2 separate regions of the Mus musculus genome follow, and region 2 is linked to region 1. Evidence: chromatin contacts called from public promoter capture Hi-C data. All regions are on one chromosome and are shown on one strand. The core of a region is the stretch at or near the end of the contact, and the rest is flanking DNA. Distances in the headings are between cores, read along the strand shown.

Evidence for each region. Promoter capture Hi-C pulls out the DNA fragments that hold promoters and counts their contacts.
Region 2: a promoter capture Hi-C map of pre-B cells shows a contact between it and region 1, with 3 times the contacts expected there. The contact joins the promoter of Ap1g2 here to the enhancer-like site in region 1. A contact is called at or near these places in 2 of 39 promoter capture datasets (the 3T3-L1 cell line and pre-B cells), 1 of 484 Hi-C or Micro-C datasets (B cells) and 1 of 115 datasets of contacts at active chromatin or transcription factors (large pre-B cells).

The regions. Positions count from the first base shown.
Region 1 is chr14:54,058,926-54,063,820 of GRCm38.p6, forward strand. It overlaps Tcra and Tcrd. Among named protein-coding and RNA genes, the nearest start is that of Gm30275, 64 kb to the right of the region's middle. Within about 2 kb of position 2,891, at least 57 of the 459 cell types and tissues checked have an H3K27ac peak or open chromatin away from gene starts, as enhancers often do. A contact at or near this core is called in pre-B cells, where this site is marked.
Region 2 is chr14:55,104,019-55,108,793 of GRCm38.p6, forward strand. It overlaps Ap1g2 (adaptor protein complex AP-1, gamma 2 subunit), which reads right to left and starts at 2,575. Exons shown (of 22, transcript NM_007455.5): 1 at 2,490-2,575; 2 at 1,907-2,111; 3 at 1,288-1,412; 4 at 1,010-1,151; 5 at 813-909; 6 at 564-640; 7 at 345-440. The coding sequence starts at 2,110. It overlaps Jph4 (junctophilin 4), which reads right to left. Exons shown (of 6, transcript NM_177049.5): 6 at 2,808-4,377. The coding sequence ends at 4,294.

The DNA of each region.
Region 1 (4,895 bases), core at 1,641-4,140:
GATGTTTTTTTTTCCATTTGGAGAATTGATGCCACCTTGACTGCCATCCTTCTTTCTCTCTCCCTGCTCTAACAATAATATCCTTGAGGACTCAGACTGTGTCATTCGCTAGCTTTCGTGTCTCGTTTGCTGAATATTGAAATGTCGAGTACATATGAAAGGATGAATCAATTAATGAAATTAATGAGCACATGTCAAGGCTTATGGAAAAAGACATTAACTGCTTGGTTTAAGGACCAAAAAGGAAAAGAAGCAGCATCATTCTTTGCGTCTAGGTCCCCAGCCCAGGAGTAGCTTCCATCCTTCTCTGTTATGAGCACACAGTGGTGCACAAGCACCTGCACCCTATGCATAAACCCACAGCTGCTGTGTGCCCTGCCCTGCCCGGGTGCTGCTTGCCATGCTCAGGAGCTGCAATAAGTTCAGCTCTTCGTGTCGCTTTATGCCTTCTTCCTAGGGGAGGTTTTCTAGCTACCCTGAACCTCAAGCCGATGGATCAAGGCTGAGGACACACTCTGATGCCGACACAGACAATGGAGCAGACAAGGTCAGCCTCAGGAAATGTGGTACTTGGAGCACCATTAGCCTTGGACTAACTTGAGCCTCCAGGGATTCTCTATGGAAGTAAGTGGATGGACTGCAGGAAAGATACATGGGGTTCCCGTTCTGTTCTAAGCCTTTTTCTCCCCAACCTCTAAGGGGTTTCTCAATATATAAGGAATTTAGCACGAAGTGGAGGGGATTCAGGGTCCCGGCCAAAGAATTTGCCTTGAGGCTCACAAGATCTTCCAAGTATGTATGCTAAGTTTTTATAATTAACATTTAAAATCAGTTCGGTGAGGGAATCTATTGGGGGGCTCTCCGGCTCCGGGAGGCAGTTCCAAGGTGGCCCAGGTGGGCATCAGTTGATAACAAGAGATCTGAGGAGGCCATGGTTATCATTTTGTTCTACTTCATTGTTCTTAATATCCTATGCCTGTTTCTCCAAAGCTGAGACTGCCTCTGATTCTGATCTTGCCATGAAGAAGAGTCAGGGGACCACTAGATGGCAGCAGATGGTAAGAAATGTAAAGTACGGGCAGGCTCCTGGAGAGCCCGGGCTTGAAGCCCTCCATTTTGCTTTGCATCTTTAATGAGATATGTGAGGAAAATGAGTCCCTTACATGCCAGTTACAGATGCCACAGCATATGGAGAGATGCTGCAAAACAATCTTTCTCTGTTTATTAAACAGGAGGCAGCTACCCAGTCACTCACTGCATCCTGCTGCAGTTGTCCTTTAAGTTGGTGGCTACTATTGTTGACAAGGTAATAACAAGAGAAAGGGGGTGACAGAGTGACAGAGAGGTGTGGACTTGGAGATTACAAGGCATCTCCAAATAGAGGTACAGGGCAAATTACTAGCAAAAGGTGAGAGACCCTGTGTAGCTTTCTGCTGTCACGTTCCTCCCCTGGGGTGTCTGCTGCTCTCTCATCTCCTTGGCAGACCTTGGGGGTTCATTTATCTAGAACCCCTATTACCACTAGACAAGCTCAGTGGTCTGACCTTTCACCACAATCCCCAAATGGGAAAAGGAGCTCTGGGCATTTTAAAGAGCAAACTGTGCTTGCTTCTGTAGCAGACGGAAAAGATATCGCATGACCAGAATGCATTAGGATGCACCTACATATGGGGACTTGCTTTCTAAGCTGTCCAAAACTAAAGTAGGGGTCCACTCCTGCTGGCAGCAGAAACAACACAGCCTGGAAGACACAGCTGTGTGGTGTGTCCCAGGTCTGAAGCCAGACAACTTGGCTGCTTCTTTTCTGTATTTCTATAATTCTTTTTTCTTTCCTTCTCTCTTTCTTTCTTCCTTTCTTTCTTTCCTTCTTTCTTTTTTTCACCATTTACCCAGTACAACAATACCCTATTGAGTTCTTCTAAGCCAGGGTATTTAAAAGCCTTGGGTGGTTTCTGAGAACAGGGTACAAATCTAGGCACCCCTCTTTGGCCTGTTGAGAAACTGGACTGTCCTCCACTAACCACAAAACCCATGGTTACCAGGACTTCTCGGAGTCATTCATTAAAACAGTGATATTGAGGTAAATAATTCAGTCACTTTCCACACAGAGGAACTCGGGCATGGAACTAAGAAACAGCCTCATCTCTCCTGGTCTTCATCCCTTTCCTCTCTTTAGCCCTCCATGGACACCAAGGTGACCTGCCACTGCTTTCCAGTCCCTTGAGAGTGACTCCAGATGCCAAAAACTCTGCCTGTCTGAGTGACCTTAAACAGCCTGTATCCTGTTCATGCCTCATCTGTGATGTGTAACTTGAGGTCCTGGGATTAGATGATGACTGAGTCCTCTTCCAGCTCCTACCATCTTGCAGCTTTGCCTTCCCAAGCTTCTGTCAGCCCTCAAAGGATGGCACACAGAATACAGTTTCCAACAATAGGCCAACTCAGCAGGACCTGGCAACACTTGTTTTCCAGTAGAGAAGAATTGTGGCTGTGGTTGGACTCTTGTTGACATTCTTTGTCCTCTGAAGGAAACAAACCCGGAGGCTTCAGATGTCATTGACACCAACAACAGGGCCTGGGGTGGTCACACCCTTGTGGAAGAAACCTGCCGAGCTGTTCCTGTGGGCTCTGAAGTTGCCTAGTCCAAGACTGAGGATGTTTTAATAACTATTTCTCAAATTTAAAAAAAAGAGCTTTTTATATTCAGCATAGGGGTGTGGGGGGTAAATCAGGTCTCCCAGGAGGGCTCTACTCTCGCCCATAATAGGGGATTGGTTTAGCTCAGCTGCTCCTACAAAGGGTTGAATACAGCAAGCAGCAGTGCAGGCAGCTCCCTGCAGCTCTATGTGAAAATGACTCACAGCGGTTATGAATATCAAGCCTCCTTTGATGTGTTCCCAGACGTGAGGAACAGCCTGGAAGAGGAGGTTGGCTCTGGATGCCTGCTCTGTGGGGTGGTGCACAGAGGCCTGAGCACATCTGGCACTATCCAGAAGCTCCAGGAGAAATTCAGGCTGGGTAATTACCTAGGACTTCCTAGGATACCACAGCTCTGATTCATCATTATGCTCTCTCTGTCTCTGTCTGTCTCTTTGTCTCTCTGTCTCTGTCTCTCTCACACACACACACATGCACAGAGAGACAGAGACAGAGACAGAGACAGAGACAGAGAGAGAATTAGATTCCCCTAGAAACTGCAACCTGTTTCTATACCTTCACCTTTCCCAAGGGGATAACAATTCACATCCATGAATAAAAGTTGTTTTACTGAACACAAAATGAATGTGCCTCCTCACCCAGCATCTGTACCAATTGCTGTAAAGCCATAGACCCTGCCCCAGTCAGCCAAGCGGAAGGAGTTTCCTCTGTAATGGCCATTTCTACACTCTTAGCCTTTCAAGAGGCTGCATGGTACCTTGTTCTTCTAATAGGTTCTCAATGGTGATTGACTACAGTGACTCCAAGTCTTTTCCCCCATTGGCAGCTCATGAGACTGGGTCAATCACACTTAGATATAATAGAAGACAGAGCTGTGGCCACAGCATCCCGGCTTGTAGCAAATGGGTGGGTGAGCCACTACCACTTCATGTCTGTTTCTGGGGAGAATGAATGCATGCAAGGGTTTCTCCCATCTTAGGCCAGGTTCAATAGCATATTCTCTAAGTCTCTGGAAACTTTGGCAGTCTTTATACTTTTAGAAGCAAATAATACTACTGTGTTCTAGTAGATGGTCCCACCCATGCAATGTTGGCAGCACTAAGTAGATTCAGTGGGTAATTTTGAGAGGGACAAAGAGAGGGAGGGAAAGAGAGGGAGGGAGAGAGAGAAAAAGAGAATGAAATTTGAAGGAAACGTGGCAGAGAGAGATGTCAGAGGAACTGAAGAATAGCTGATATGTAAATTTGATCTAACACATTATGTGCATTATGAATATCAGGTAAAATGCATTAAAAAAAAAAGCAATTGTCAAGGGGCATTTAGGGAGGTAATTGATTTAATCCTGTGCTTGCTTATTTTCCTTTTCTGAAATGATGTTTACATTGCAGCTAAGTGGGGCTTTGAGTGAAAATTTCTCGGGAATCCGCAGAGATCTCTGTGCCCTAGGCATGGAAACAAAGCCAGCAGCTCGTTTTCAGGGAGTACTAGCCATGTGTCAGGCACAATGCTTAGAGCCTCCCAGACATCTTCCTCCCTAACGTTCTTGCTCCCTGGGTCAGTGTGTGGGAGCTGGAGGAGGTACTGTGTCTCCACGAGGCAGATAGCAAACCAAAGCCTCAGAAAGGCTAAAACTCTCCTGAGAGTCAACAGCTAAAGTCTCAAAGAAGAACTTGGATTCCAGATTGTTAGATTGCACAGCGTTAGCTCTAACCACTGTGCCATGAGCTATATTCTCATTATCAAGGGCTTATTAAATGTGAGGCACTGGAGTTTTAATAAGGCTTAGCAGAAAAGATTTCACAAAGCTCCTTAACTACACGCTAGAACACAGACAGCTCTCTATGTATACCATTGTGACTGTGCTTGGAGTCTTGTAGACTTGGTATAACTCACGGCGTCTTCTCCCAAGACAAGCACAATGCCCTTGCTTTATCCATCCCCAGTGTTCTTCTATCTCAACTGTCCTGCTCTGAATTCACTCTCTCTGTTGCTCCTTTGCCAAGGTCTTCTACAAAGGAACCTCCAGGACTTGAACTTGATAGCGGCCACATGACTTTAATGAATGCACTGTGTCATAGTTACCCGGCTACTGAACCAGCCACTCTTCTGTTTCATTTTTAAATTTAGCAGGTTCCTCTTGCCTGTTCCTCTGTCTTTTCAGGGGTACAGTGCAAAAGAGAGCTGAAGGGGTAGAGACCGAGAAGATTTCAAACTTGGAGGTCCAGAGAACCAAATAA
Region 2 (4,775 bases), core at 1,325-3,824, 1.0 Mb after region 1:
GAGGAGGTCAGAGTTACATAGAGTCAGGGGAGTTTAGAACAGGAGGGTTTTTCTCTCTGTAGCTGTGGCTGTACTGGACTCACTCTCTAGACCAGGTCTCTGCCTCACATAATTCACCTGCCTCTGCCACCATACCGGGCTTTGGAATAGGCTTTTTTATATGGCTACCAAACTGGACTTTCTTGTAGCCACCTTTCATTTCCCCAGTCTTACGATGACTAGAGCAATCCTGAGTTTGCTCCCTTCTTACAAGGACTGGGCCAAAATGGGAAGTGACCACTGGCCATGGTCTTCCTGGGAAGCCTTCTTTGTTCTGGGAACACAGCAAGTAAGGCTCAGCCCACCTGCAAGAAGGGGTCGCTGACTCCAGAGATGCTGTGCTCCGTGGAGTATCCTGTAGTCACCAGAGTCCGGAGGATCTGTACCAGCTGCGGCACTACCTGGAAGAAGGGCGCATCCAGCTTTGTCTGGGCTCTCCCCGTCTCTTCTCAACCATCAGCCCCAATTGCGCGCCCACCATCCACCTCTGCCTGCCCCACGGCCCCGCCCCTTCGCTAGCCCACCTTGCGAAAGTGCCTGAGGGCTGCAGGGTTTCTTTCACAGAGCTCCGTGATCAGCGTGACTGTGCCCAGCTGGATGCCTGGGGTCAGGGTGGGGCAGTGAATGGTGGGCCAGGCCATGGGACACTACTACACGTGTGTTTGTATGTGTGCACCGCCCTTAGCCGACGAGCTGGGTTTCTTGATTTGCTTTTCATTTCATCTATTAATAGCCAGACCGGAAGTGGACAGCGGACATCCCTGGGCCCTTACCATGATGACGCTCACGAAGCAGTTTGGTACAAGGTGGGAGGAAGATGCCGGAGAGCTCAGGGTCCTTCCGGATCATGTGCACTGCAGTCAAAATAGCCTGCAGAAGTCAAGGGCCTCAGAAAGGGCCACCAAGTTAGAGTCCACACCTCTTCCACACGGTGGAACAAGTTCTGGAGAGGTAACCGCCCACATCTCACCTTCTTCCGCACATAGGGACTGGGCTGCAGAAGCAGCTTTTCCACCTCAGGGGCTAGGTCCCGGCACATCTCAGCAGAGCCCATGGTACTCAGAGTACACAGGGCCAGGCCTTGAACTGGCTGGTTCCCTTGGCTCAGGTCACTGTAAGGTTGGAAGGATGGTCAGTCAAGTCTGAGAAAACCAGTTTGTTGCAGTACTGATAGCAGGTAGCCCGCTGGAATTTTGCAGTTCCCCCTCTCCCAGCGCCCTGATTTCAAGTGCCCCAGAACCCTCTCACTTCTTGATGCTGTTGGTGATGAGCAGATGGGAATCGTGCCTCTCATCCAATAGAAGCATGGCCCCAAGGTAGCCCACCCTCTTGTCTGTGAATCTGGGGGAGGCGATCAGTTTCAGGCACTCCATCTATAGGGAAGGAGGCAGACCAGGAGGGCAGTGTGAAACCACAGGGCACTAACTTCCGGGCTACAATCTCCTTTAGGCCAGATTAACTTGTGAGGGATCATATTTCATCACTCTCTCTGTAACCAGAAGCTTAAGTGTGGATCCAGATGACAGCAGGCAGGTTTCAGGGACCTGTGTAGGAGTGGAGTCTGGAAAGGGGATGGGGAGGTGCTGAACGGGGCTGGCAAGAAATCACTAGTAGGGTGATAAAAGGTTCAGAAACTAAAGGATTTAGCTGGGTAGGGCGGGGCATGCCTGAAAGTCCCTACACTGAAACGGAGGCAGGGTTTTCTCGAGTTCCCAGTCCGGGCTATAGAGAACCTGTTTCGAAACAAAAAAACTGGAGGAAAAAAACAAAAACAAAAACAAAAAAACAAAAACCACAGCCTGGGTACAAACACAAAGGGGCGCACTGGCCATCTTCCTCAAAATTTGTAGCCATCCCAGGCCAGTACCTGTCCAAAGTGGGCGGGGTAGCCCAACATGTGGACGTAGAGCAGTTTGGCCAGCTGGCGATGCCTCTGCAGGGGATCCCCATCGCGGAAGGAGGCCCGAATTTGGGCGCACTCCTTCTGGATCACCTCCCGTTCCTGGGCCTGCGTCTTGGCCCCGCGAATCTCTTCGATTAGGTCCTGAAGTCTCAACGAATGCACCACCATCCTGGGGACAGAGCCCGGGAGTTGAAAAGACTTTATTTCAACACGTTCTAGCCGGTTGGATAGAATTGCCTTGTGCCAAGATCTCGAAGGGATTGCGTCCCACCGCCGCCCTAAAACTGTGCCCACTTTTACCTCCCACATGTACCCGGGGGCCACCCTCCCGCCTCGCAAGGACATCCCCACTACGCATGCGTCCTTGCTCCACCCTGTGGCTGTTTCTACTGAGCCTGCGCTACAGACCAGTCTATTTCTCGCTCTTCTTCCCGGACCAGTTTCTCCTCTCTAGTTTTCCTTCTGGTTCTCTGTACTATTCCCTTCGCGAGATTTCTTGCCCCCATTCCCACTTCAGAAGGCACTAGTTTCCCAGTCCCAAGCTCACCTGGCTTCGGTGTCAACTTTGCTCCTCTACCCCCCACCCAGCACTTCCTGGTATGGGACAGAGCTGGGGTTGGTGCTCGGTTCGGGGCCCTTCCCTCTTCCCCGCCTCTATCACGGGACCCCGCCCCTCTAGGGCCTCCCTGCTGAGTCGTCTTGACATTTCTGACCTCTGGCCTGTCTCTGGCACTTTGGTAAAGGAGCCTAGAATTGTTCCATGATTGTGGCTCCCCCAGGGGCCTCACTTTTCATCCACCCCACCAGGTGGCACTCAGAGAGCTTGAGTCAGAAGCCATCGCACCCCAAAGGAGATGACAGTCCCCCCCTTTTTGGAACTTTTTTATTAATATACTTTTTTTTGTTAAATTTCTTTGTTATTTTTTTTTTCCTGCAAGACTTGATGTTGGCGGCACTGTTGTATAACTTCAATCCCAAATTCCATGAAATAGAAATCAGAAGTAAAGATTGAGAAGGAAGGAAGGAAGGGAGGCAGGAGGAAGGCAGGCCAGGGAGTAAACAGAGGTTGACTAGAAAAATAAGAAGAGTGTGTGTGTGGTGGGCATTCCTGGGCAAGGCCATTCCTTGAGGAAGGGATTGATTGGCAGGCAGCTTGCCTCTGCCTCATGCAGGGTAGGAAAGTCCCCCGGGGTTCCACAGTCCCCTCTTGTACAGCTTTCTGTCCCCAGAGGGAAAGTTAGTCCCAGGGATCAGCCATAATCTCAAACAGGCTCTCCCCCCAACTCTCGTCCGGGGTTGACACCCACCTCTGCCCTGCCCTGTGTGGGGCAGCGGCTTCCTCTGATTCCCCGTTAGCTCCCATCTCGCAGGAGTCTACGCGAGGGGTTAGAAACTAGACTTGTGACAGCATCTGCTGCCCTTCAGCCCTCAACGTGTTCGCCCCACAACTGTCAGAGCTGAGGACTGGGGTCCTCGCTTGCTGCAGCGCCTCTAACCCTCTGCAGAAATGTCTTCTTCAGTCCCCTTAGGAATTTAATCAAAGGCCACAAGTGAGTCCAGACCAACCAAATAAATTTTCAGGGGGGCAGAGAAGGGTAGAGAGGTGAGTGGCAGAATCTGAAGAGGGGCGGGCTTGGTTGCACCAGATGGTTTTTCGTTGCTTTTCTCAATACTCTTGGCTTGGCGTGCCATCCTTGGTGGTTGGGAGAGGGACTGGTTGAGGAGGGCAGGAGAGGGAGCACGGGGAGTTTCCTGTTGTTCGCTCCCCTTTTCTCCCTCAGGGAAGATCAAAGTAGGCAAGAACTTAGGTAGGTTCTGGGAGGTAAGAGTGGAGGGTACTTTTCCTGCAGCTTTCCCTTGGGGCCAGTGAGCCCCAAGTGGCTCAGGCAGTGCCTTGTCTGGCCACCCAATCACTTCTTATGCATTTCCTTTCTCCCCTCCACTCAGATTCCAGGAGATTCCTCAGGACACCAAACCCCCACCCTTGGTGAAGTTTTGATTCAAAGAAAAGGTTGGGGAGGACATGGGGGGGGGCAATGGTCTGACTTAGATTTGTGTATCTCAGAGGAGAGAGCAACTCTGAGAGAGAACAGCCCTTCATATGTAAACAATCTAGAGAGAGAAGGGGTCAGGGTGGGAAAGAAAAACCAGGAAGACCAGAGACGGGTCCAGAATAAATGAGACCATCTCAAAGAATAGAGGGAAGGAAGAAGCGAGAGACCAAAAGAAAGGGGCCCCGGAGATAGGGGAAAACACAAGTGGGTGGAGGAGGAGAGAAGAGAAGGCAGGTCGAAGGTCAGAGTGGGTGCAGAGGCAGGCAGCCAGAACCCGAAGGAAGCCAGGATGTTGCCTCAGGTGAGGAGCTGGGAGAACAGGAAGGCCAGGCTGAGGTCCAGCAAGGCCACGGCTCCCACCACCAGGGGGTTGGCAGCTCCCTAAAGAGACAGAGAGTGAAGCAGATTCAGTCCCGGAAGGCAAGCATAGGTCCCACCTCCCTGCTCTGGCTTTATCAGCAAAGCTGAAGGGTCCCAGACACCTCCCCACACAGGTGAGAGCAGAGGAACACACCCTTGTTTCAGGCTCTGAAGGACCTCGCTTCTATGCAGGGCCCTGCCCTCATACTCTGAAGATAGCAGGCAGTGCCTCCACCCACCCACCACCACCACCGCCGCCGCTCTCCCCATCCCTCAGTGTATCATGTGGGCAAGGCAGAAGGTGCCTGGCCTTAGCAGCAGACATTGGCAGCAGCAGCCAGTACTGCAGTAAGGCAGAGGGAGGAAGGGGTGAGGGAGGATGTGGTTGCTAGGAGATGGGAGAAGGCCTGGAATCCAAT